4 separate regions of the Mus musculus genome follow, and all the other regions are linked to region 2. A link is a contact called in public HiChIP or PLAC-seq data. All regions are on one chromosome and are shown on one strand. The core of a region is the stretch at or near the end of the contact, and the rest is flanking DNA. Distances in the headings are between cores, read along the strand shown. Region 1 holds the start of Arhgef11 (Rho guanine nucleotide exchange factor (GEF) 11). Region 2 holds the start of Gpatch4 (G patch domain containing 4). Region 3 holds the start of Sema4a (sema domain, immunoglobulin domain (Ig), transmembrane domain (TM) and short cytoplasmic domain, (semaphorin) 4A). Region 4 holds the start of Lmna (lamin A).

Region 1 (6,543 bases), core at 3,474-5,973, 430 kb before region 2:
ATGGAGGCTTACACTGTTTAAAAAAAAAAAAGAGGGGGAGGTGTCAAAAGTTTGAATAGTTGGCTGAAGCATTTGTCAAAAGATGGCTGAAAAGGACCAGGAGGTGCTTGATGTCCCTTGGCTGAGTGTTGATGAAGGGATCTTAAGGCTCAAGGGAATTGCAGTGCTAGAGTAGATGCACAGTGTAAAACATAGTCCTCCACTATGGCAGGCTGAGAAGACATGCCCTTCATTAATCATATGAGACAAAGTGGTGGGAAGGGCCCCAGAACATTTGAAGAGCTCCATTGTCACCCTTTCTTTGTGCCAGACTTTAGGGTTGGAGATACTGCTGCTCTGTTGGATGAATTAAACGCAAAGGGTTCATTGGGCCTGGAAGTAGCACTGGCCAAGGTAACAGCACTGACTGGCCAAAGGCAAGGTGAGCATACTTGCCATAATGGGAAGCACAGGCAAAGAGATCTCCATCATAGCCTAACTCATAATGGGCAGCACAGGCAAAGTGATGTTTATGGTGGCTTGACTTAAATGAACCTTTGGTACTGGCTAATCAGCCATGGTATTTTCAGATATGAAACAGATAAAGAGCATACTGCATTTTTGTTTGAACTATACAAGCAGGAAAAAAAAAACAGCATACAAAACCAAAAGCAAATGAAAGAAAGACTACATTGGATTGTGGCAGAAAGAAATCAACCTGTGGATCAGTTTCCAGACTTGAGTCAGTTTGCAGATTTGAATGAAGGGCCAGCCAGGTTCTCCTTAGGAAGGACCTTGATAAAGTACCTAAAAGTTGTACTGTTAGGCTTTCTCCTTCCATAGAAAAATACAGCCTTTTACAAGGATAGCTGTAAACTGGGGGGAAAAGAAACAATCAGACTTTCCAGGGTCTATTGGATACTGGTTCTGAATTGATTCTGATTCCAGGACATCCCAAGAAACAATGTGGTCCATCAGTTAAAGTTAGGGCTTATAGAGGCCAGGTGATTTATGGAGTTTTGGTTGAAATCTGACTCAAAGTAGGTTCCCTGGGTCCCTGAACTCATCCCATGGTTATTTCCTCAATCCTAGAATACATATTTGGACATACTTAGAAATTGGCAGAATTCTCACATTCTGACTTGTAGAGTGAGTTTTGGAAAGGCTATCTATGGTTGAAAAAGCTAAATGGAAGCCTTTAGAATTGTCTGTACCAGGGAAAATAGTGAATCCAAAGCAGTATTGCATTCCTTGAGAAACTGCAGAAAATGGTGCAACCATCAAGGACTTGAAAGATGCAGGGGTTGTGGCTTCCATCACATCTCCCACTAACTCTCCTATCTGATTAGTGCAGAAGACAGATGGATCATGGAGAATGACAGCTGACTATCAAAAACTCAAGTAGTGGCTCCTATGCTGTTCCAATGTAGTGTCCTTAATTGAGAAGATTAACGCATCTCCTGGACCATGGTCTAGTATGTTGTATGCAGATATTGATATAACAAATAGCTTTCTCTTTATAACCCTGGCTGTCCTGGAACTCACTCTGTAGACTAGACTGGCCTCGAACTCAGAAATCCACCTGCCTCTGCCTCCCAAGTGCCGGGATTAAAGGCGTGCACCACCACGCCTGGCTAAGCATGTGTTTGTACATACATTTGTGGTTTTTGTTCCTCGATTTCTTTATCATATGATGTAACATCAATGAAGAGAGTATCAGTGTTTATAATATTTAAGTTTGAGATACTAAAAGAGATAATGCCATCTATTCTAAAATTTGCAATGCGTTTGTGTATGGAGTATAGTTATATCATGTTAGGTATAATTATGGTTTAAATATATAATGCATTTGTAATTAATTGTATGTAGGATAGTTTTTATCATGTTAGATGTAATTATGACCTAGTTATTGTTTTCATTTAGAAATTAAGCCTGACTTAAGGAGATAAGATTGTGTGTCAAGTTGACAAGGAGTGAACTTGTGATGGCTATTCTTGGTTGTCGACTTGACTACACCTGGAATTAACTAAAACCCAGGTGGCCTGGTACATCTATGAAGGACCTTCCTCCTCTTCCTTTTTCTTTCTTTCTTTCTTTCTTTCTTTCTTTCTTTCTTTCTTTCTTTCTTTCTTTCTCTCTTTCTTTCTTCCTTCCTTCCTTCCTTCCTTCTTTCCTTCCTTCCTTCCTTTCCTCCTCCTCCTCCTCCTTCTTCTTTCTTCTTTCTTCTTTCTTCTCCTCCTCCTTCTCCTTTTTCTCCTTCTTCTTCTCTTCCTCCTCCTCTTCTTCTTCCTCCTCCTTTTCTTTCTTTGTTTTTGTTGTTTTGTGTTTTTGAGACAGGGTTTCTCTGTGTAGCTCTGATTGTCCTGGTACCTGTTTCACAGAGATCCACCTGCCTCTGCCTCCTGAGCACTAAGATTAAAGAAGCATCCTACCACGCCTGGCCTGAGATATATATATATTTTTTCTTAATAAAGTCATTTGAAGTAGGAAGACCCACTTTTAATCTGGATCTTTTGAAGTTGAAAGATCCACCTTTAATCTGGGTCATATCTTCTAGTAGCAGCCTATATAAAGGACATGGAAGAAGGAAGCTTTCTCTCTCTGCCTGCTTGATCTTACTCTTGCTGGTAAATCCATTTCTCCACTGGCATTAGAGCTTACTTCTTCAGGATTCTGGTATATAGTGAAGACCATCTGAGACATCCCGCCTTGTGGACTGAATGGCTACTGGATTCTTATTTTGGCCCTCCATTGGTAAGACAGCTACTGTTGGACCACAACCAGTAAACCAGTCTAATAAATCCCATATGTGACTGCTCAGAGATTGTGGGCAGCCTGAGATACTTAGTGAAAACACTATCTCAAAACAAAGATACAAGCATCTGGAGATAAGGCTTAGTAAAAACATGCATGGCAAGTACAAGTTCAACCCTACTGTGTGACAGACATTTCCTGAGAAGATGTAACCAAGTATCTACCCACTCCAGAAAGGGACTAAGAGCAGAACACAGTATAGAGACCACCACAGTCCAATTTGGGGAACCAATGAGTCTTATTAGGGCTGCTTACAGAAACGTGGGTAGGGTCTTTCTTATAGGAACAGAAATGACTTAAAGACAGTAGCATCCCCAAAGAGCATCCCACCAAAGCTGGAAACCTGGAGCACACTGCACACTCTACAGCAGCTCACCATACTGTAGTGTTCTCTCTAGGTAGGTAGCTCAGTTGTTCTGAGCCTCTTCCAGGCTGCTTAGCTGGTCTTAAAGTTGGATTGTCTGAGGATGATTCTAAATCGTTCTTATTGATTACATATGCTTGGGGAGGGAGGGGTCTAGTGAATCTAGTCAGTTTCAGGAACCTTCTGAAGCTGTTTTGAGTTTGTACTTCCTGTCTGAAGGAGCTTCTCCACGGGATAGCATGTTTTACCTCTCCTTCGAACATTTTGCCTAAAAAATATGTTTCGCTTCCCTTTTCATATCCTATGTCTTATAGGATTTCTCTCCAAGAGAGAAGGTTCTGAGTGGAAACTGCTACCCAGCAACCCCCTAGAACACACATAAAGAGGCTGAGTTTGGGTGGCTGTGAACTTGCTCTCACAATGCTGAGAAGGGTAAGAGGGTGGCACTTACTCACCAGCCATTCTTGGCCTACTCAGCAAGCTGGGGCTGTGGAGAGAGACCAGGCTCCAGAGAAGGGGTGAGGTTGTTTGGCATTTGAGGAAGAATGCCACCCACACTTGTCCTCTGGGCTCCACAAGCACACCTGTGGAAGAGCGCAGCAATTGTTAAGGTTCAGATGGCAAGCACTCAGAAATTTCAAGAAGTTGTTTCAAGAGTCACAGTGCTGCTCCCCACGGTTATAGAAACAATATCAACTCCAATAGCTCTAGTGGTAGAGGTCAGTAGTCCACCGTCCTCATCCATGCGGAGATGGGTTTTTGCTGGTGCCTCTGCCTTTAGGGGTTTGTACTCCTAGAAGTAACCCCAATAAATCCACTGGCTGTTGAGAACAGGCTTCAGTAAAACTGTTGGTGCACTATCTAATGTTAACAGATGTCTGGTCTCACCAGGAAGTCACATATTACACACACACACACACAAAATAACAAAGTGTATTCATCAACCTGTACTGGAAAAGTCTCCTTTTTACTTCAATCTTTACTTCTGACTTCCGACAGTTACTTGAAGAGATTTAGAAACCGTGATTTCACGAAGGGGGTGTGTGTCATCGAAATAACATTGCCCTGCAAAGGCTTTTGCATTGAAATTAAAAGGCAGAGCCATACAAGATACCCAAGCTAAATCGAGTACAGCCGCGAGGGGAGAGACGGTGGGTGCTCAGAGGGGCGAGGGCACAGCTAAGAGGGTTCCTGGTAACTTGGAAAGGAGCGCGACAAATGAGTGAAAACGGGCAGAGGAGGACGGGACCGCAGCGAGAGCGCAGACAGAGGCGCGGCCAGCGGACACTGCGGAAACAAAGGTCGAGTCTCTGGGACAGCAGCACCGGGAGCAGCTAGGCCGCAGCGCGCGGACCGGGGGCGCGCGGGGCTGTGAAAGGGCGGGCGGCGCCAAGGAGGAGCCAGCGGCCGGCCCGGGCGAGCGGAGTCCGCCGTGGCGGGGCTGTGGCGAGGCGGGGCGAGGCGGGGCGGTGGCGGGGCGGGGCGGAGCGGGGGTGGGGCGGAGCCGGCCGGCGGCAGCGGGCTTGGCCTTAGCGAGCGAGCGCGCGCGGGGGCGGGGCCGGAAGCGCAGCGGCCGCGACGCGGACGCCGGGAGCGGCCGAGCGGGGAGGCTGTGGCTGGCGGGCGGGTGGGCACGGAGGCCGAGGCCGCGGCCCGGGCTCTCCGCGCCGCTGTGGAGGGCGCCCTGGCCCTAACCGAGCCGCAACAATACTAGGAGCGGGTCGCCGGACACGATCGGCGGGCGAGGGGGAAGCGGGACTACCGCTCCAGAGCGCTGCGGCGAGAGAGACTTTCGGAGCCTGGACGTGCTGGAGCACACAGAGCTGACTGAGGAAATTGTCTGAGAAAAAGGCCGATCTGAGGCTGGGTTAGGTGGAGGAACCTGCAAGTCGAAAGGGAAAAGAAGGTTTAAGATTTCCTGGGGGTTTGGCCAATGCTACCGTTTTGAAGGTAGAAAGCATTGCGCTTCAGGTGTTTTGTGATTGTTGTGTGTGTGTCTGCACAATTGGTTCATTTCAGAATTCAAAAACCTTTACTGTAGAAGAAGATGGTTGTTTTGTTTTGATTTTTAAAAGAAATCCGCAAATTTTGCTTCCCAGGGCTGCACTGGACCGTGTTGTGTACATACTGCTGTGTGGTTTTATTTATTTTAACTGTGCAAATCGTCTGGAAGATTTTTCTCCCAAGTGCCATTTCGGATTTGTTCAGCCTTTTTGTTTTGTTTTGTTTTGTTTTTGTTTTTCCTTCCCTGGAATAATTCTGCTGTTGGCATTTTAAGCATTTGGAAACCAGAGATTTTTTTTTTCAACCTTTGGAGCTTAAGGCTTCCCTGTCAACAGAAGGACAGCTGGGGAAACTGGATTGAAAGGATGGCTTTTATCTGTCTGCAACTAAGACTGATATTTTGAAGTCAGATTCTTTCTGTGGTTCAGTTTTTAGCCCGTAGGGCTAACCTTGAAGAGATTTGTGGTTAACAGTTTGGTTTCTAAGAAGGTCATAGTTTTTCCTCTCTTTTTTTCTTTTCATTTTCTTTTTTAAGACGAGGGAGGGGAAGGTTAAGGGTGAAGGAAGGAGGAGACCATGTTAACCGATAGAAGCAGAATAGCACTGCAGTTACCAGGGTCCTGACAGCTGGAAGAAACAAGGATTCAGTCTTCAACTTGGGAGGCCTTCCTCTCACCTTCCTTCAAAATTGCAAGGGACTCAGGCCTGATCAAGACGCCCAAAGAAACTACAGGATTCCAGAACTGTGGAGACACGGAGAAACCATGAGCATACGGTTGCCCCATAGTATAGACAGGTATGTTTAAATAATTGAGGATTTTTTTTTTCCAACACTTATTAAAATGACTGGGGGGGAAGTGTTGTGTTTGCCTGGCTGGGCTGTGGGATAGATAGGCTGTGGTCTATGAGGACTGTCAGTGTGTCAGTATATATGTTTCTGTACCCTCGGTGTGTGTTCATGTTCAAAATGTACCCCATAGTTGTGTGTCCTTTCTAACCAGTAAGCAGTGAGGCTGAGAGGAGGGGGTGATGCTTGCTGTGGCTTTTACCTTACACCAGGTATAAGGCTCACTCTGAGTCCCCCAGCTTGCTAGCCTAGGGATCAGGTTGGACCAAACCTGCTCATGTGAACCCACAGGGCTGAGTGGGGACTAGCTTTAGCTATCTGGGGAGGGTCGGGGGACGGCTGACAGGGCTGGGAGCCTCCATGAGGCTGATAGTTATGGAATGGTGGGGCACAGTGGTAGGTAGGGTGGTTCCCATTTAAAATGAGGAAGATGCTGTTGCCTGAAATGTTGGGACAGTGTCACCAGTGTCACCAGTGGTTGATAGAGCTCGGAAATGTTTAGGCCACATTAGGATTTCTTCTTCCAGTTGAGAGT
Region 2 (6,825 bases), core at 3,176-5,675:
CGCATCTCTGGTTGTAAGGTATAGAAACAAAAAGGCTTTTTGATGGCTATTGAGAACAAAGAGCTTCTTTCTGGCTGTATTTTTAGAGATCAGGGAAAACAAGCTTGGGGGAACGTTTAGGGGCTTTACTTTTCAGGGAGAAATGCTTTAAGTCAGGGTCTCACATTATAAGGAAAGGAAAGGTGATGGTGGAGGGGGGGATCTTGAGAGGGACGAACAGGCAGGTCTACCCATTTAATTAAGTGGTTTTGAAAAGACTCAGAAACAGTGCTAGATGATCATGGTCACCAGAGCCCAAGTTGTCAGGGACTTGAGGCTACCAGGAAGGGTCCAAGGCTTGAACATGGTGAGCTAGGAAGGAGGAGAGAGAAAGGCTAGGTGAAGGAGTGGCTACCTGAAAGACAGATGGTCCTGCCAAGCTCATCTGAGCCCCAAACGGTTTACAGAGAACACCAATGAAGTCCCCAGGGCCAGAGACCCCATCCATGGGATTTACATCATTCATGGAAGCATAGGACGCAAAGTGCCAAGGTGCTAGGTAGACCGGTGGCTGTTTCATCTATATAGTGAGCTTGGCTGGCATCTGTGCTCCCAAGAGGAATGGGTCCCAAAAGTAGGAAAGGATGGTAAGAAAGACATAAAGAGGGCTTGGAGCCCTCTGCTAGGTGTTAGGGTCCAGGTGCCCTCCTTGGATTTCTGGCACAGCACAATGTTAAATTGCTGGGGCAGCTTAAAGAGATGGGAGGTAAAAAGAAGACAGTCTGACTTCAGCTGACTTACTCAGGACCAAAGGGGAATATGGCTCTGTTGTTCTTCCCCCACTGCACTTGCTGACTCTCTGTAACTGTTGCCTCCTCTTTCACCATACCTGGCTGTTGGGGGGAATTCCAGGCTGGGAAAACCATCTCCACCCCCAGCATAACTTTTTGATGGAGAGAAATGTACCCTCCTTAACCTGGGAGATAACGATCCACCCTTGAGACAGGCTTGATCAGATCCCCCTGTATTGTTCTATCATGGATGACCTCTGTGAACTGTCCTCAGGCTTTAAGACTGTCAAGAAGCCCTTTAACACACAATCTGGCTTTAAACAGTTTTGTGTTAGCATCTCCAGCTTGACACAAATCTTGCCACATTTGTCTTCTGGGGACTTCCTGGGGCTATTTTGAGTTATTTACCTTCTGATTTAGCAAGCTGTAAGATGGAATGTTTTAGCCTTGGAGGTCAGAAGATGGCCAGAAGAGGGTTAATTGTCCTCTAGAAATAGATAGTTGATGAGCTACTAAATGCATGCTGGGAATGAAATTCAGAACCAAGGTCCTCTACAAGAAAGACAAGGGCTCTTAACCACCCAGTCATCTCTCTAACCTTCTTTCTATGCACCTAACTTTTTTTTTCTTTTAAAGATAGGATCTAACTATACAAGTTTGACTGTCTTGGTACTTAATCTGTAGACCAGAGAGGCCTTGAACTCACAGAGATCTGCCTGTCTTTGCCTCTTGAATTCTGGGATTAAAGTCATAAACCACCTTGTCCAGCAATTTTTTTTCTTTTTCTTTTTCTTTTTCTTTTTCTTTTTCTTTTTCTTTTTCTTTTTCTTTTTCTTTCTCTCTCTCTCTCTCTCTCTCTCTCTCTCTCTCTCTCTCTCTCTCTCTTTTCCTCTTCCTCTTCCTCTTCTTCTTCCTCTTCCTCTTCTTCTTCTTCTTCTTCTTCTCCTCCTCCTCCTCCTCCTCCTCCTCTTTCTTCTTCTTCTTCTTCTTCTCCTCCTCCTCCTCCTCCTCTTTCTTCTTCTTCTTCCTCTCTCTCCTCTCTCTCTCCTTCTTTCTTTCCACATAGTCTTTTTACATACCTCAGGCTAACCTAGAGATTGTAGCCATCCCCCTGCCCCAGCTTCCCAAGTCACGTGGGATTATAAAGTATGTCCCATCATGCCTGATTCCAGTAGAAAAGAAGGAAATTGAGAGCCTGTCTGTAAAATCTCAGCAGTAAAACCCACAATGTGTGACTGGGCTTGGTGATGGGGAAAGGTAGAGGCAAAAGATTGCTACAAATTCAAGGCTAACATGATTTACAAAGTAAGTTCTAGGCTAGCCAGGACTATGTAGCAAAACTCTTTTGTTCATAAAGCAACAAGGAAACCAATAGAGAGGCAAAACAGCAAGGATAAAGGCAGAAGGATCGATTCTTTAACAACTGGGCTCCACATGACCTGTGATCCATGAGCATGGGCTTGGCTCTGCCCTTAAGACCGGTTTTCATGTAACCAGACTGGCCTTGAAATTGCTGAAGAGCTAAGTATGACTTTAAACTCCTGATTCTCCTGGTTTCACCTTCCACGTGCTATGAACACAGGCATGCACACATGCACACCATAACACACACCAAGCATCTGTGATACCCTCTGCAAACACCTAGAGCTGGATCTAAGGACATGCTGGCCTTGTCTATTCCTTTTTGGATTAGAGTTCATGACCACCGTGAAAGAGCACAGAAGCAAACAGGCAGACACAGCACTGGAGTAGTAGCTGAGAGCTCATGTCTGATCCACAGGCACAAGACAGAGAGAAAAGTATTGGGAATGACATTGGATTTTGAAACCTCAAAGTGACACTGCTCCTCCATCAAGGCCATGCCTCCTAATCTTTCCCAACAGTTCCACCACCTGGGGACCAAGAATTTAAACATAAGAGCCTAGCGACATTTGTACTCAAACTACTATAGGAGGTGCTATAAAAATGTATTGGTTAGCAGGATAGTGAGATGCTCCTATTTGCCTGTGGTGATTTGAATTTGAATAGGTTTGGCCCCCATAGAATCATGTGTTTGAATGTTTGGCCCAAAATGAATGGCAATATTAGGAGGTGTGGCCTTGTTAGAATTGATGTGGCCTTGGCAGAGGATGTGTGTGTCTCCCATGATTAAGCTCTGCTCAATGTGGAATTCCAGTCTCCTCCTGGCTGCCTGCAGAAGGCAGTCCCTGTCTCCTGCCTTTGGATTAAGATGTAGAACTCTCAGCTCCTCCAGCACCATGTCTGCCTGCAGGCTGCCATGCCTCCCACCACGATGATAATGAACTGAACCTCTGAAATTGTAATCCAGCCCCAATTAAATTTTTTTTCCTTAGAAGAGTTGCCTTGGTCATGTTGTTCCTTCACAACAATTAAGACACTATCCTAATATGGGCCTCACACAAATGATACACAGATGTGACCAGATAACTCTTTTGTTACAAAAGACTCCCGTTCTCTTGACATGGTCAGGGTAGTAGGATGATTTTCAGAATTCACCCATTGCATCTCTGTTTCTGCTATCATGGGTTTTGTTTTGTTTTGTTCTGTTTTGCTTTTTTAAAGATTCATTTTTAATTATGTGTTTCTGTGAGTGGGCCTGTGTATATGTTTATAGATACCAGCAGAGGCCATGGGTCCCCAGGAGTTGGAGTTTACAGGTACCTGTGAATACCCAACATGGATACTGTGCATCTTTTTTTGTTGTTGTTTTTGTTTTGTTTTGTTTTTCGAGACAGGGTTTCTCTGTATAGCCGTGGCTGTCCTGGAACTCACTTTGTAGACCAGGCTGGCCTCGAACTCAGAAATCCGTCTGCCTCTGCCTCCCGAGTGCTGGGATTAAAGGCATGTGTCACCACCCAACATGGATACTGGTAACTAGACTTGGATGCTCTTGAAGATCCCCCACTGTAATTTCTTTTCTTTTTAATTAATTGTTAAGGATGTAATTTTATATGTGTGTGTGCGTTGCCTGCATGTATGCATCTGCAGTTCAGAAGTTAGAAGGTGTTGGATCCTCTGGAATCCATATGGGTGCTGGGAACTCAATCTGAAACACTCTTAATGGGTTAGCTATCTCTTCTGCCCTCAGTGTATTTTCTTTATTATATCCTTTGCCGTAATTGCGTTCTAGATAACAAGCAAATGGCTATTCCCATATGGGGAGGCAATATGAAACGCTCTTTTCCCTTGTTTTTGGGCGGCCGGCCGGCCGCAGAAGCCTACAACTGCTGGTGGGAATGGTGTACTTGCAGCTCCGGTGCCCTGGACCCCTTTTCGTCTCCTCTTCTTGGAGCAAGTCTACATGCTCCTCCAAGTTAAGGGTCGAGTCTTAAGTGTTCTTGTGTTCCCAGTACGAAAGGGACAAGGTAGTGTGCAACCAGTGCTGATCCCGCTACGCAGAGCCTGAGTGTCCTTGCCTCAAGGGAGGCACTAACTCCGGAAAGCTCAGGATAGGGTCGGGGGTGGGGGTGGGGGTGGGGGACCCGAAACAGAGGTTAGGGCGGCGCATTGGCTTCCAACAACTGCAGGAAGGAAACTAGCACCCAGCCTGGAACTCAGTTTCCGTGGCAAACATCCAGGGGAGTGGCTACTGTCAGGACGTCTCTATGGTTTCTGCATCCTAGAAGGGCCAAAGTTCACTTCCGGGAAGATGGCTGCACCCAAGTCGGGTGTCACACGTGCTTCCACGGAGAGGACTGTACACTGACGGTAAGGAGCTTGCTTTCCCCAGGGGCGGGAGCAAGGGCGAAGATCGGAGAGTAGTTCCACCCTGCTGACTCTGTGGCTGCGGGGCTTGGATTTATAACCGGAGGAAAAGGCGGCGGCTGGTCCTCTAGGCTGCTGCAAACGGGTGGCTCTGGACATCCCTGGAAACTGGCTGGAAAGGAGACCGCGTCTCAGTGTACTTGCAGCCTTCGCAGATCAGGCTGCGTCTGCCCACGCCGGCCCATTGCAAGTGCGTTAAAAAACGATTCCTACTGTGTCACTCATTTCAGTCCAGAAACGCTGAACGATTCTCAAGGGCTGGGAAATAAAGCTTGCCTCCGCCTTCCGGGAAGTGTGGTTTTGAATTACTGTGATGAGAAATAGAATGTGGGGAAGGCTTACAGCAGAAGAAAGAAGCTGTAAAGGTACAAAGCAGTGAGTTGCTCATGAAATGCTTCACTACCAATCCTGGATCCACTACTTGCCAGTTGTTTGGTGTTCGAATTAGCAGTGTTCGATTTCTTCTTTGTAAATTAAGGCTAAGTAATACCTTCTTATAAGATGTTGGCAGGCATCAATGAGACAATCCATGTGAAGCAGTTAATAGCAGGTTCGTGGTGAGTCAATGCACTACAAGTGTGGGGTATGATTATTCTTACTGTTAAAATAGTCAGAAATAATTTGGTATTTATAATAAGTGGTATTTGCATGGTGACCTCAGCATCTAAATTTTACTTCTGTTTCCATTTCAAGAAGCAAGGTAGCACCTGGGAGAGAGGCAGGCCAGTGTAACCCAGGCTAGCCAGGCTAATTAGTAAGCCCTCAAAAACAAAAAAAATCCAAGAAGACCACTTCTTTTTTTTTTTTAATTTTTTTTTAATTAGGTATTTTCCTCGTTTACATTTTCAATGCTATCCCAAAGGTCCCCCATATCCACCCCCCCCAATTCCCTACCCACCCACTCCCCCTTTTTGGCCCTGGCGTTCCCCTGTACTGGGACATCTAAAGTTGGCAAGTCCAATGGGCCTCTCTTTCCAGTGATGGCCGACTAGGCCATCTTTTGATGCATATGCAGCTAGAGACAAGAGCTCCGGAGTACTGCTTAGTTCATATTGTTGTTCCACCTATAGGGTTGCAGATCCCTTTAGCTCCTTGGGTAATATCTCTAGCTCCTGCATTGGGGGCCGTGTGATCCATCCAATAGCTGACTGTGAGCATCCACTTCTGTGTTTGCTAGGCCCCGGCATAGTCTCACAAGAGAGAGCTATATCTGGGTCCTTTCAGCAAAATTTTGCTAGTGTGTGCAATGGTGTCAGCGTTTGGAAGCTGATTATGGGATGGATCCCTGCATATGGCAATCACTAGATGGTTCATCTTTTTGTCACAGCTCCAAATTTTGTCTCTGTAGCTCCTTCCATGGGTGTTTTGTTCCCATTTCTAGGAAGGGGTTAAGTGTCCACACTTTGGTCAAGAAGACCACTTCTTTACCCCGTTTTTGTGTTGCTGTATTCACAGTTCCGTTTCATTTGGGCTTCATGCAATCATCCTTCCTAATGGAAAGGTGGATAGACATGTGATTCTTCCTAAACTCGACTGTCACGATTGCTAACACCCTGCCTCCATTTTATAAGGTTTTGTGAGCTTTGGGGCATTTAGCTATGCAGAATTGAAGAGTATTCCTAGACACCAGAGTACACAAGAGCATAGTCCCTTAACAAAGCATCGTTATCACTGGTGTGGTACCTGGGAAACTACACAGTCTATGCAGTCATGAGAAATAGAGGGAGCCAGGCATTTGTGGTGCATGCCTTTGAGGTCAGCCTTGTATACAGAGCTAGTTCCAGGACAGCCAAGGCTACACAAAGAAACCTGTCTCAAAAAATAAAAAAAGGGGGGGAGGAATAATGTGGGAGGATTTCTGAGAAAAGACGTTGACATCATAGGCCTCTGGAAAAGTCCCAGCCCAAAGGGGGCCCTGGATCACATTTTGAAACTGATAGAACTGATTATCTATCTATCTATCTATCTATCTATCTATCTATCTATCTATCTATCTATCTATATTTGAGACAGGCTTTTACAAAGCCCCCTTTACTGACCTGGGACATATGTAAAAGTGGCTGGCCTCCAGCTCACTGAGATCTTAGTCTGTTTCCTAAGTATTGAGATTAAAGATGTGCACTACTATACAGGGCTGGCAGAACTGTTTTATTATTTTATTTTGATTATTTTTTTTTTTTTGAGTCAGGGTTTCTCTGTTTAACAGCTCTGGCTGTCTTGGAACTCACTTTGTAGACCAGGTTGGTCTTAAACTCACCGAAATTCACCT
Region 3 (6,800 bases), core at 2,395-4,894, 410 kb after region 2:
AAAGGAGCTCTTTGGTTTTTCTGTAAGCCACCACCACCTCCTGTGCCCCGCACACCCCAGCTCTGAAGTAAAGCCACCAGTAAGCTCTTAGTGACGTTCTGGTAGGCAGTCATATGCCAATTTGATCAGGACTATAACTTGCATAGTATTAGGATTCATAGGGACGTGGCTCTGGGGTAGAACAAGACAGATCTGAGTTCAAAATTAGGCTTGGCCACCAACTGACTGCATGCTGGCTCCATTTCATAACCTGTTAGTGGTTACAGCCAGAATGCATGTGTAAGTGCCTGGCATTCGCAGCAGTGGTTATAAACCACACATTTCCTGGGGGAGCCTGTCAACCCCTTAAAGAAGCTGCAAAGGAGGGGTGCAGATATCAGACTTAGGCTCTCCAGCACTCTAGATGAAATATTCTGCCACTGAACGACGCTCCTGGTCCACGACTCTGGAATTTTACCTATACCCTGCATGTGCAGGAGGTCAAGAGACCACACACTGAGAAGGATCCATGTGAAGTGCCTTCTTCCTCCCCATCCCCTCCCTTCAATATTGCTGCCATTAGGGAGAGGATAGCACAAGAATCAGGGATTCTCTCTCTCTCTCTCTCTCTCTCTCTCTCTCTCTCTCTCATAGGTGCACATCAAACTATTTGAGTCACTGATTTGAGTCAATGTTTTAAATCTCCTATGCCAGTGATTTCCATATCAGCCATTTGAGTGGCTGGGGTTACTGTAAGACCACAGCAGTCCCTGCTGTCACTGCTGACTCAGAGTGGCAGGTGGCGGCTGTTCATATGGAAGCAGAACTGGTCCAGGGAAGCTGCTGTCTTGGACTCTGGCCCCTGGCCTCCTCACCATGTTCTTTAGCCTTGGGATTCCTGGGTTCTGGATATTCAAGGCCAGGACGGCCTCTCGAGCCCCCACATAGAGAGTGTTGCCATCGTCACTCAGGAGCAGCGTGTCAAAGTCTCGGAGGCCTTTTTGTTGGAAGAAGCTGAGGGCCCTGTGCCCGTCTCCTGTTGGGAGGCAATGACAAGGAGAGGATGAGAAGGAGCTGACCACTGAGGCAAAGGTGGGGGAGGGGTGGCAGGCCTCAGCAGCTGCCCCCCTTCACTGGCGGCACCCCCCTCCATTTCCTTCATCCTTCAACAGCAGGGCATCGGAACTTTGTGGATTGAGTCCCCAGAAGTGAAAAGTTCCAAAGACAGGGTAATGGTAGCTTGGGTACTGTTGGTGGTGTTGGGGGGAGAGCCTGCTCAAGACACAGACAGAAAATGAAGTGAGGCTAGAAGATGCAGTCTCAGGCCTGGGGGGATGCAGTGAAGCAGGATGGGAGGGGGAGAGCTGACAGGTAGACACAGGAAGGGGTTCTCAGCCACAGGCAACGGAGATAGCTGTCGTCCGCCTCAAGATTTGTCGTAGTTACAGATCCCTGCCACCCCCGTTTCCTCTGTCTCCTCCCCTCACTCTGCGATAGCAATTGCCCACCACCAGCAATGCCCACTGCAGCAGAAAAGGCTGCTTCCTCTCGGTTTCTGAGCCCCATCAGTGTGGGCATTCCTGGGAGCCACCTGGACAGTCTGAATATGTTGGTTAGTAGTGCATGTTCACTACATATCTTGGTGGTGGCATGTGTGCACATACACACACGTGAATGTGTGGGTTCCTGACACACTGGCACATCAGCAAGGAGGAAAGAGCACCTCAGATAAGTCTCTAGTGAGCACATGTGGACTTTTGCTTTAGTCAGAGGACAATCTGGCTGTTACTCTTTTGGCCTCAGGAAGCCTGGAAACCAAGAGGAATCCAAAGACAAAATGGAAACAATACTGCCTAGATTGGCTTCTCCTGAACTCTGAAGAGAGCTCATTGTACTTCCCCTTGAAACGCAGGCTTGTTTGTGCCTGCACTCCCATCCCACCCAGAGATGCCGCTCTATCCACCGACTGCTACATCTCCTTTACCATTTTGCCTCAGAAGGATGCTAAACTACATCCGTGAACAGAAGTAACTTACTTCTGTGTGTGTGTGTGTGTGTGTGTGTGTGTGTGGGTGGGTGGGTGTGTGGTATATGTGGCACTTCCCCTGGGGCATTTCCTGGAACTAAAGGTGTCAGTAACCGAACAGCCTCCTCAAGAAACCACCGAGGCTGGGTGAGCTGCTAGGATCCCTTCTGATGCCCAGTCTCCTGGACAGGATCTGGCCCGGTGTGACCTCTGCAGTTGGCTTGGGCCCTCCAGCTCCTCAGACAATCTAGAGCGAGCTTTAGCTTTCCAGCTCCTGGTACTGAAAAAGCAGTCAGGAGTTTAAGGCTCCTTGCTTAGTGACTGACATTTGAGGGAAAGAAAAACCACTGAGTTGGCAGAAAAGGGTCACAGTGACCCTTCCTTCCCTTACAGATCAACTTGTGCCTCAGGTGGCCTCTTCTTCTCCCAGCCCCTCCCAGGCTCCCTGGCATCTCTGTTTCTTCGTGCCATTTCGTCCCCTCTGGCACACCCTTCTCCTTCCTCAGCCCCTTCATCTCTATGGTGCCATCCATACCTCCCAGGTACTAGACACTTACCAGCATGGTATTTGACTCTGGGCATGGGCCCCTGACCACCAGTCCCAGAAGCAGGTGGCAGTGATGGCAGCAGGAAGAGTTGGAAGAAAAAAACACGCAGGAGACTCCATGAGTCCTGGCCCAGGGATGGTAGGGCCATGGTCAGCCTGAGATGGTCACCAGATGGTTCTGAGGAAACAGGCACTTTCTGGGTTAGCCATGCTTACCACACCCTTCCTGAGGGCCAATAGGAGAGCCCCAGGGGGCAGAAGTTCCTCTCTGGAAGGGCCCTCAGAGTCTCACTTCCATCCATCCCCAGCCTTGAAGGTGCCTCCTGCTGCCCTCTGCATAGGGTGCTGCTGTGGCCCACGCTGTGCCTCTGGTCACCTAACCATTAAAAAAACTACCTTGCCATTTCTCACCTGACTCACAGAAAAATTCCTTTCCACTTTGCCCCCTCAGCATCTCCTGGCCCCGTGCTCCAGAGCTCTGATCATCTCTGGCCCTGGGCAAAGGTCTTCTAGGGAACTAGTTCCTGTATGCAAAAGGTAGATTTCCCCAGGCTGGCCTGTGCTGTGACACCTTATGCCCGCTACTCACCCCAACCCAGGCAGACAGCCTACCCTCTCCTCAGCCCCCAGGGGCTCTGACTCTTGCTTAATCGGGCCCATCTAGCCTTCTTCTTAGGGATAGGGGCGTGCCAGTTTATCTACCACTGTGGTGGGGCTGCCCTCTGTATTTCCTGGGAGTGGCCTGGGCAGGAGTCCTTGGCAGACTCTCAACTTCTCCAGCCCCCCTGTCTGCCTCCCCAGAGCTCCGCAATCAGCCTCCCCCATGGCCACTGAATGCAGGTTCACACCCCTCCCCCGCCCCCGCCTCATCTCACATACCCTTGAGCCAGCCACACTGAGAAGTCCTGTGTTCAAACCCTGAATCAGGGTGCCATCCGAGGCAAAGAAGGGGGTCCAGGCAAGGCAAGCAGGCTCAGCCTGGCTGGAACGGGCGCGCGGCCCTCCAGGCACCCATCCTGCCAGAGCCAGTGTGGGTTTCAGGCCAGGGAAACCAGAATTTCTACCTCGAGTTGTGACAGATCCTGGCTGGCTTGGGCGGAAGTTGGTGGATCAGGGCGGGGAGACTGGTGGAGTGTGGGAGTGGGGGTGAGGCTTGAAGGCCTTGCAGGAGACACACCTCCCTCCCTCCTTAGTCTATCCAGAAATTAAGAGTTCCTTCCCGGCCAGTTCAGTGATGCCCTTGTTTCTCCCGCACACCACTTCCAGTCTAACCAGCCCAAGCTGCAGACTCCTCTTGCTCAAGAGAGCTCGGTATGACACCGTCTCTCTCCTATTCCTTCTCTCTCTGACCCCATTGTGGGGTTCCCCCACTGCCACATACTGAGACCTCCCGACCTCCCACACCCAGTAGGACCACATTCTTGAAAGATAACACGTTTAAAGCTGGCATGGTGGCGAGGCATACCTTTAATCCCAGTACTCGGGAGGCAGAGGCAGGCAGATCTCTGAGTTCGAGGCCAGCCTGATCTACAGAGTGTGCTCCAGGTCATCCAGGGCTATACAGAGAAACCCCGTATCAAAAAAATAAAAAATAAATAAAAATCCTACATTTGTATTAGTTTTTTGGTTTTTCCCTATGACTTTGCTGAGGAAGCCCTAGTAATTTGACGTCTCAGTGGGAAATTGGAGAAATTCCCCATTTGAACGCGTGCTTCTTGGGATACGCTTTGGAGCTGAAGCACCCAGCTGGCATGGTGGCTGGTTCCTCCTCCCCAAAGGTTCCAGGAAGACCTCATAACGCAGGGTTAATGAGTAACCAAGGGCTCCTAGGCCAATAAAGAGTGGTTGGGCTGCTGCCCACTCTCCCGGGTCAGCTGACTTCAGGTTAAAGAGCACAGTGACCCAAGCTGGTCTACCTCCAGGACATACCCTATCTTCACTGTAAACACCATCCTCACTGCCAGGATGGTCCCCACTGTAGGCTGTCCTCCACCCTTCCAGTTACAGCTCCTAGACGGAAAGCATTCCTCGGTAGAGCCTGCTTGGCCTTCCCTTCATGCTTTCCCCTCTGCTTCCGTTCTCCAGTGTGGCCCAGGAGCTGGGCTCACACAGACCCTCCTGATGGCTTCATCTGTCAAAGCTTGCTAAGACCCGCCCCCCCCCAAGCTCTCCGTTCACTGTGAGGACTTTGCCAATCTCCCTGTGCTGACACAAACTTCTGAGTCTCCTTGACCTCTAGATCAGGCTTGGGAAGCCACCACCTCAGGGCCTCTCTTTGGAGACAGATTGGCCTATCTGGGTCACAGGGAGGAGCTGTGACCAGAGGAGCAGCTCCAATGCCATCCTTCTTTACTCTCTTCCTGTCCCTGGGCGTCCTCAGGAGACCAAGTGCTCTCCCAGGCCCTCGGACAATGTGAGAAGCTCACACTTGGGGCTTCAGGCTTCCCAACTTCAGCAGGCAGGCTCCACTACAGTCTTGCTGCACAGAGAACAGAAGTGCAGCAGGGGTGACTGGACAGCCTGACGTCCATCCATCTACCTCAGACCTGTCTAATTCGGAAGCTCTCCCTACATGGCTGGCTCCTTCAGTCCCATCTCCTGCCCTAGTGCATTAGCTCAGCTCAGAGCTGCTCAACAGAGGGAGTAGGCAGGCATCAGAGTGGGAGGAGCAGGGGCTTTCTCTCCTCTAGCCAGGAACCAATCACTCAGGGTGACTCCTGACTCAGAAGGAACAGAAATCTCCCCGAAGAGAGGCCATCTGATGTCAACTTCAGCCTAGGTGCTTCCAGCCCTGGGGTGCCACCCACTCTCTCACAGTGCCTTTCAGGCCCAGCTAAGAGAAGAGAGGCAGGGGGAGAAAGGGACATGGCCCCACCAGCTCGTCTCATCTCTCATACCCCTGAGCCTCACCTGTCACTCACACAGGGTCCTGCCTTCAGAAGAGGCCATGCTGGGTATTCCCTCCTGCTGTTGCTTACCTCGAGAAAGCCTTAATCATTTTTTAAAAAGAGGACTACGTTTTCATTCACACTGGGCCCCACAAAGGGTGTAGCAGGCTCTGCTTCCAGGACACTCAGGGCTGTCAAGCCATACACCCTCCCTCACTACACAAATGAGGAAGGCAGGGCCAGTGGCTGGAAGCATCCAGGGCAGGAAGGGCAGCAGGCAGCAGGCAAACAGTGGTTCTTACCCTGTGGGGTGCGACCCCCTTTATAGGGTGTGGGTGGGTGGGCGGAGAAAGGTTCAAATGACCCTCTCATAGGGGTCACCTAAGACTATCAGAAAACACACACATTTACAATGCTAAGCATAACAGTAGCAAAATCACAGGTATGAAGTAGCAATGAAAATAATTTTATGGCTGGGGTCACCACCACGTGAGGAATTGAATCACAGGGTCACAGTATTAGGAAGGTTGGGAGTCACTGCTATAGAGAAAAAAAAAATGCCATCTTCCCTGCCCCTGCTCTCCCAAGCCAATTCTCCCGTAAGCCCTGGAGCTCAGCCTGGGGAAACCCCAGGACCATGTTAGCTCCAGGAAATCACAGCATCAGACTTAGCTCCTCTGTCAGATTCCAGTCCCCCCAAGTCCTCCCCTAACCCCCAAACCACAGAGGAGAGTAGCCCCTTCCTGTGGGACTTAATCATCAAAAGTAGAGGTGGGGAGTGGGGGTGGTTTGGGGGGGATGGATTGTGGAGGGTCAGCTCCTCATCCGACCCCTTGCCCCAGCTTGCACGGATTCTTCAGAGGAAGAATATCAGCACAGAAGCCACCCCTAGCTTCATCAGAGACCTGGCATGTCCAGTGTCCCCAGCCTCCTTCTCTTCCTGGACCTTTGGGGCAACCCTTAGGAGAGCAGGGTCTTGAGAAACAACCTTTTCCAGCTCCCCTTTCAACCCATGGCCCTGCCCCTTTTTTATGATTGTAGCCAGTCAAATCGTCTTATATGGATTTGAATGCCTACTGTGGGGTGGGGGAGGGGGGGCCACTAAGATGCCCCCAGTCTGTGTCCCTAGCACCCCCCAGCCCAGGGACCTTTTCCTGTCCCTGCAGGTCTCCAGAATTCTTACCACCATACACACACACACACACACACACACACACACACACACACACACACTCCATCAACCTAACCCCTTACCCAGTGCCTCTTGGGCTCCCTCTCTCAGTCTGGCTAGTGCTGGAAGCTGCGTTGAGCATTACACACAATGGTCTGACTTCTCTGTCTTGCCCCTCCTCAGGGCAGA
Region 4 (6,482 bases), core at 1,581-4,080, 460 kb after region 2:
CCCCCCCAGACAGGGTTTCTCTGTGTACCCTGGAACTCACTCTGTAGACCAGGCTGGCCTCGAACTCAGAAATTCACCTGCCTCTGCCTCCCAAGTGCTGGGATTAAAGGCATGCACCACCACTGCCTGGCTTTGTCCCCCCTCTTCTCCACCTCCTCCTTGTAACTTACAATCCACCTTGAAAAGCAGAGGCCTGTGGGTGCAGTTGAGAGACCCAACTTGAGCTATGCCACAGATTGTCACAGGGTCTCACAGTTCTGTCTAACTCCAAGCCTGACCCTGAACTCTGAGCTCCAATTAAACATTAAACTGGTCACTTTTCCCTACCCGGCCCCTGGTGGGAGGGGCTACTGGACAATGCCTTTCATCCTCCCCAGACTTCCAGGGCATTTCTCCACCTCAGTCTGAGCTCAACAGCTATAGAAAGGGGTAGCAGCCGTGGTCTTCTATGATGGACACAGAAGGTCAGGCACTTAGCCTCTGCTCCACCCCACCAGCAGGGACCTAGGTGTGTATACCCACCCCCTTCCCGGAAGCCCAGCCTCCTCAGTTACCATCAGTGGAGAATAGAGGCAGGTGGCTAAATTTAAAAAGTCCACACATCACCCAGCCCCTACCCAACGTGTGTACACACCACCTGGTGTCCCAGGCTGGACAGCTGCACTGGGGGCAGGAGACTGGCATGGCTAGATGAACAAGAAGCTATAGATTCCACTGTCCCTGTCCCCACATCTACTATACAAGTTCTACACCAGGATCTGCAAGAGCTTTGGTGGCTGACTTAACTAGTTTAGATCACTAACTAGTTAACTCACTGGGACTCCTCTAACTTGCCTCATGTATTTCTTGATAAGGTGTTCATATCCCTAGTGGATGGATGAAAAGGCAGCTAATTCCTGTTAGCAGAAAGAAAAGCTGGACCCATCTGTGCACATGACCTCTGCTCACACTTGAGGCAATGGGCTTGCCATACTCACCACCTAGGGCTGGAATCTGGTAAGGAATAGAATGACCAACCACAGATACACAGTGGGTTTTGTCAGAAGATAATGCAAAAAGGAAAAAGAGGAAGAGAAGTCAAAGCTACCAGCCCCTTAGGTATCAGTGCGCACGTCCAATGTCCAAAGCTCTTTGTCTTGGGTCTACAACATAGAAGAAAAGACCACAGACACAGAGCGAAATGGAAGTACAGGGAGCAAGAGCCCAAACTTCCAGGCTTTGGAAAGCCTTTTTAGAAAGTAGGTGGAGCCAAGTAGGGTGGGGTAGGGTGGGGTAGGGATGGGTGCAATGGGAGTGGCCTGAGGCTCCCTAACGGCTGGATTTCAAAAATGTCATTGTATTCCAGAGGTTTAGTAAGATCAAGACATCAACAGTTCAGAGGATGGGCCAGAGTAAAGTCTGGCTTGACTAGAAAAATGAAAGTGGCTCGCTGGCTGAGCAAGGAAAGGACAGAGCTTCCAAAACCCTTAAGTCACCAAACAGAGAGGGCCCAGACTGGGGTGTCCCCGACTCAGGCATAACAGAATTTCCAGAGCCATTAGCTTCTGTGCCCGGTCTCCCTCCCCACCCTCCCTTGCATTCCTCGACCAGGGAGGCCAAGGGCTGTGGGAGCTGCGGGGGAGCAGATCTCCTGGTGTGCTTCTGGTGGGCCTGAGAGTCTAGGAAAAGCTCCAGACATTCTCAGCTCCTAGAAAGAACCAGGAGAAGGCCGTGCTTACACAGCCATGGGAGAAAGGGGCTATGCAGCCTTGGTAACTCCATTACAGTACCACTGGACAAATGTCAGTGTGGGCGCTATGTCTTAGTGGACATCATGTGTTCAGAGCCACGTTGGGCAAGATTGGCAAAGTGCCAAACCTACCAAGAAAGTTCTAATAAAACCCTTTCACCCATTCTGATGTGTCCCGGGCGGCGTTCGGGAGTTCCAAGACCTGGTAGAGCCTGTTCTACCTTCCTCAAGCCCATCCCCCAAGCTCCAAATGACTGAAAAATCCCACCTTGACAGCATAGGCCCTGTCACCAACGCTACTTGGTCTCAATGCCCCCACCACTCTTTATATCCCCCACCCTCTCACAGAGACCCCCTCCCTTCTATGTCCTATCATGTCTATTACCCTTGGCACTGCCAGTCACCCGCGGGAGGCAGTTCCGGGGAGGGAGGGGACTAGATGGCCAGTTACAGGCGACTGCTGCCTCCCTGGTGCCGGCCGGCCGGGCCTCACTCACCGAGCCTTCAGCTCCTTGAACTCCTCACGCACTTTGCTCAGCTCTAGCTGGAGGCGGGCGCGCTCCTTGGCCACAGAATCAAGGGTCTTGCGGGCATCCCCCAGCTCGGCCTCGTAGGCCGCCTTGATGCCGGACACCTCTCGGCTGACCACCTCTTCAGACTCAGTGATGCGAAGGCGCAGCCCCGCGTTCTCGGTCTCCAGGGAACGCACGCGATCGATGTACACGGCCAGGCGGTCATTGAGCTCCTGCAGGTCCTCCTTCTCCTGCAGCCGGGTGATCCGAGTGGGCGACAGTGGGGTAGAGCTGGCCTGCGCCCCACTGCGGGTGGCGCGCCGCTGTGACGGGGTCTCCATGGCCGGCAGGGTGACAGTGCTGCCCGCTGGGCAGGGGTCCCGAGAAGGGCGCGGGACTTGGACAGAAGGACAGAGGCTGCTCAGGGGGACAGCGAGCCGGCGAAGCTCGCTCCTGGCAGGCGTGGAGATCTGGGCTGGGCGCTGGCGCACCTCGGGATCTGGGTTGGCTGGTGTTGAGGCTGAGGCAGCGTTCCCGCGAACACTGAGTCACTGACAGCCAGGCAGAGGCTCTAATAGGCCCTCCTCTACAGGGGGTGGATCCACTGCTCTTAAAGGAGCCATCCTGTACCCAAAGGGGCGGGGGCAGGTATGGTGAGGAGGAGCCAGCATGCCAACCCTCACTCTGCAGAACACCCCTTTCTGGCCTGGGGCTTCACAATGTTGGTTCCTGCCTACTCAACTCTAAGCTTGCCTTTGGCCTTCTGGAGTAAAGAGCAGAGCCAAAGAATTTGAGTGGGTGGGCAAAGGGTAGTGGTGAGGGACCAGGGGAAGTAGGTGCAAAGTGAGGGAGAGGATCAGGCATCCCCAGAGAGCCAAGGAAGTTGGGGGGAGGGCTGAAGCTGCTGCCCATCAGTGACTCACCCCACTTCCACCACTGGCTCCCCTTTCCTCAGTAGTAATAGTGAGTCACCTCTCCCCCGCGCACAGAAGCGGCCAATCCAGGAGAGTGGAATGGCAAAGGAATGGCTGTGTTTTTAGGTAACTGAGGGATTACTTTATGCCCTCAAATTTGGGGGCAAAGATCAAGGACCTCGGGAAAAAACAAAAAACAAAACCCAAACCTATGCACTTCCCTTATATTTTTGGCTTTAAAACCAAACATTGGGTTTTAGATCTAAGAAATAAGCCTCAGTCCCCAAGAGAAGGCCAAGAATAGAAGCCAGAAGTTGGCCCCGCCCACTCCCCCCTCCCCTTTCATTTGGACCTAGACAGCTGGAAAAAGGGGCTGCTGAAATCCCTCGTTTCAGCCCCTTTCTTCAGCTCACTCCACCCAACCAAATCCAAGACTGTACTTATTTTTTTCCAGGACTGTACTTATTTTAATGGATAATTTAAAACAGATACCAGAGCTGTGCTGTGCGTGCATTCAGCACATGGCCAGGACACCAGGTTCCAGATTTTTGTGGCTTCGAGAAGGGCCTGAAAAGAGGAACGGGGTCAGAGGGTTGTTAATGCAGGGTCTCCATCCTGGTTCCATCTTAAACGGTGTGAGCAAGAACAGCAAAGCTACCCCCTCCTCAGCCACTGCATGCCTGTCTAGCCAGTTCTGGGTGGGCCCTGACTAGATGATCTCCCAATACAGTAACCTGGTCCCCTGGTTCCATGTCCCGGGGTCTCCAGCCTCCATCAAAGACTCCCGATCAGCTGTCTAATCCTCTCCTGTAACCCTAGCCTAAGCCTTACTGGCCCTGGCATCCCCTTCTGCCATGTTCCTTCCCCTTTTGCCATGTGCTTTCCCCTGTCCATTGCTGATTAGCTTGCAGTTCCTGCAGGTCCAGGCAGTGGGCTTGAGTTGGGACTCTTAAGAGATTTTGTTGTTGCTGCTGCTTTTTTTGTTTTTTTTTGTTTTTTTTTTTGTTGTTGTTGTTGGTGGTGGGGGGGGGGTTTGTTTTTTTGTTTTTTTGTTTTTTTCTTTTTTTGGTTTTTCGAGGCAGGGTTTCTCTGTATAGCTCTGGCTGTCCTGGAACTCACATTGTAGACCAGGCTGGCCTTGAACTCAGAAATCCACCTGCCTCTGCCTCCCGAGTGCTGGGATTAAAGGCGTGCGCCTGGCGCTTTGTTTTTTCAAGACAGAGTTTCTCTATGAACTTCTGGCTGTCCTAGAACTCATTTTGTACACCAGGCCAGCCTCGAACTCAAAGATCTGCCTGCCTCTGCCCCCAGAGTGCTGGAATCAAAGGCACGTGCCACTGCCACTGCGCTGGGTTCTGGGAGAGTTCTTATTTCTGTGAGGGTGACTCCAGTGTGGTGAGGACCCAGGATGCATCTAGGGGAGGGAACCTAGGACATGGCTTCCTTTCCCTGTAGTCCCTCGGGCTGTGTGGTTGCCATTCAACTTCCCAGACAAAACAACAGCAAAAACCATTTCTTCTGCTTCTCCCTCCCCTACTTCCTAACCAAGAAGCAGAGGCGGGTGGGTGAGCCAGTGGTGGAACGTGAGCAGTGGGGCTCATGCTGTTCCCTGTTCCCGCTGTCTCAGCCCTTCCTACCCACCCCCCAATCCCTCCCTGGCCTGGCTTCTCTTCCTGGCTTCAGTAGCAAAACCACATTTAACCCTTCTTATCCTACCCGCCCCCATTTTGTGGAAAAGGTACGAAGGAGGGCTTTCATCCCAAACTGTACTGAGCTCTTAGCAAAGTATCTGTGTCACCACTACAATCAAGATGGCTTTAGTCCTAAATCTGATCTTCAGAGGGAGTCCTTCCACCCTAATCCCTAATTCTGTGTCCCAAAGACCAGTGTCTGCCTTCCTCTGTGAAAGCACAAACCAATGCCAGGAGCTTCGCGAGCGAGCAGGAGAGGCCAGGCATGACAGAAGATGAGCAGCTCTCAACCATGCCTCTCCTTGTTGTGACATGAACTCTACACCTGCCTTCCCTGGTCAACTGTCACATGAGCAAAGTGGCAGACAAAGACCTGGGGACTGGGCTCCCAGGGCGTGGAGTTCTGCAAACCAAGCCACAGAGCCAGAGCCGAGCCGCACTCCCCTGCTTGGTGTCACAAGAGCCTCTTCCCACTGGCAGAGAAGGGTGGGGAGGGTCCAAACCGAGAAGAATGTATATTAAAGAGCAGCCTGGAACACAAAACTGGATAATGAGTTCCACATGGAACCCAGAAGTCTGGGGGCCGGAGCTTCTTGAAATCCAACATGGAGTCAGAGGGGTTGTTTGGTGCTTGCCGTCAGGACCAGAGGGCGCTGCTCTGTGTGCCTGGCCGCCTCTAACTCCTCCTCCTGGGAGTGCTATGAGGGAGGAACATGAGGGACTGAGCCTTGGGTATCTGTGTACACACCAAGTTCTATTCTGTGCCCTCTAAGGAAGAAATGCATCTGGCCTGTCAGTCTTGGGTGGGTTACCTCATGTCTTACGGGCTCAGTTTCCTCCACCTCTACGAGGAAGTTCTGACAGTAGGTAACACACACTGTGCAGAAAGTTCCCTGCTAAAGGCCAGCTCAGGGCTGAGACAGATGTGCCTCCAGCAGAGATGGAGAATGTACTTGTTCGAACAAATATTTATTGAGAACCTACTGTGTGCCATGTTTTTTTCTAGGCACTAGGGATACAATAATGAATAAAACACATACAAAATGAACTGGGGAGCCAAGTGTGGTGGTACATACCTTTAATCCCAGCACTTAAGAGGCAGAGGCAGGAGCTGGACTGGACTGGACTGGAAGTATAGCTCAGCAGTAGAGCACTGTGTAACATGGGAAAGGCCTGGGACTCATTCCTTAGCACCACACACATGTGCAAGACGTGTCTGCAGACACACACATATACATACATGTGCATTGACAGATACACGCACACATACATGTGCACAGACAGGTAAACAGACACGCATATACATATACATGTACATGGACTTGAACTTCTGATCCTCCTGCCTCTACTTCCCAAGTGTATGCTACCATGCCTGGCCTATACAATGTTGGAGATTGAACCCAGGGTTTGTGGTTTGTGCATGGGAGGCAAGTACTCAGCCAATGGAGCTACATCCTGGTGCCTGTTTTATAATTCTGAGATCTGCCTGCCTGCTGAGTGCTGGGATTAAAGGCATGTCCCAGCACACACAGCTCCTATAATTTGTTTTATAAGTGTGTGTGTGTGTGTGTGTGTGTGTGTGTGTGAGCACTATGCATATATGGGCACACATTTCACGCAGAAAGTCAAAGCATGA

The links. HiChIP or PLAC-seq counts read pairs in DNA pulled down with a chosen protein or histone mark.
Region 1: an HNF4G HiChIP or PLAC-seq map of pancreatic cancer cells shows a contact between it and region 2. The contact joins the promoter of Arhgef11 here to the promoter of Gpatch4 in region 2. A contact is called at or near these places in 8 of 39 promoter capture datasets (the 3T3-L1 cell line, embryonic stem cells, hippocampal neurons and 4 more) and 1 of 115 datasets of contacts at active chromatin or transcription factors (pancreatic cancer cells).
Region 3: a FOXA1 HiChIP or PLAC-seq map of pancreatic cancer cells shows a contact between it and region 2. The contact joins the promoter of Sema4a here to the promoter of Gpatch4 in region 2. A contact is called at or near these places in 2 of 115 datasets of contacts at active chromatin or transcription factors (memory CD8 T cells and pancreatic cancer cells).
Region 4: a contact with region 2 is called in a FOXA1 HiChIP or PLAC-seq map of pancreatic cancer cells. The contact joins the promoter of Lmna here to the promoter of Gpatch4 in region 2. A contact is called at or near these places in 2 of 115 datasets of contacts at active chromatin or transcription factors (embryonic stem cells and pancreatic cancer cells).

Annotation. Positions count from the first base shown.
Region 1 is chr3:87,612,836-87,619,378 of GRCm38.p6, forward strand. It overlaps Arhgef11 (Rho guanine nucleotide exchange factor (GEF) 11), which reads left to right and starts at 4,724. Exons shown (of 40, transcript NM_001003912.2): 1 at 4,724-5,957. The coding sequence starts at 5,926.
Region 2 is chr3:88,038,681-88,045,505 of GRCm38.p6, forward strand. It overlaps Gpatch4 (G patch domain containing 4), which reads left to right and starts at 4,426. Exons shown (of 8, transcript NM_001110809.2): 1 at 4,426-4,499.
Region 3 is chr3:88,452,117-88,458,916 of GRCm38.p6, forward strand. It overlaps Sema4a (sema domain, immunoglobulin domain (Ig), transmembrane domain (TM) and short cytoplasmic domain, (semaphorin) 4A), which reads right to left and starts at 3,645. Exons shown (of 15, transcript NM_013658.3): 1 at 3,432-3,645; 2 at 2,563-2,730; 3 at 855-1,015. The coding sequence starts at 2,701.
Region 4 is chr3:88,500,522-88,507,003 of GRCm38.p6, forward strand. It overlaps Lmna (lamin A), which reads right to left and starts at 2,831. Exons shown (of 12, transcript NM_001002011.3): 1 at 2,227-2,831. The coding sequence starts at 2,582.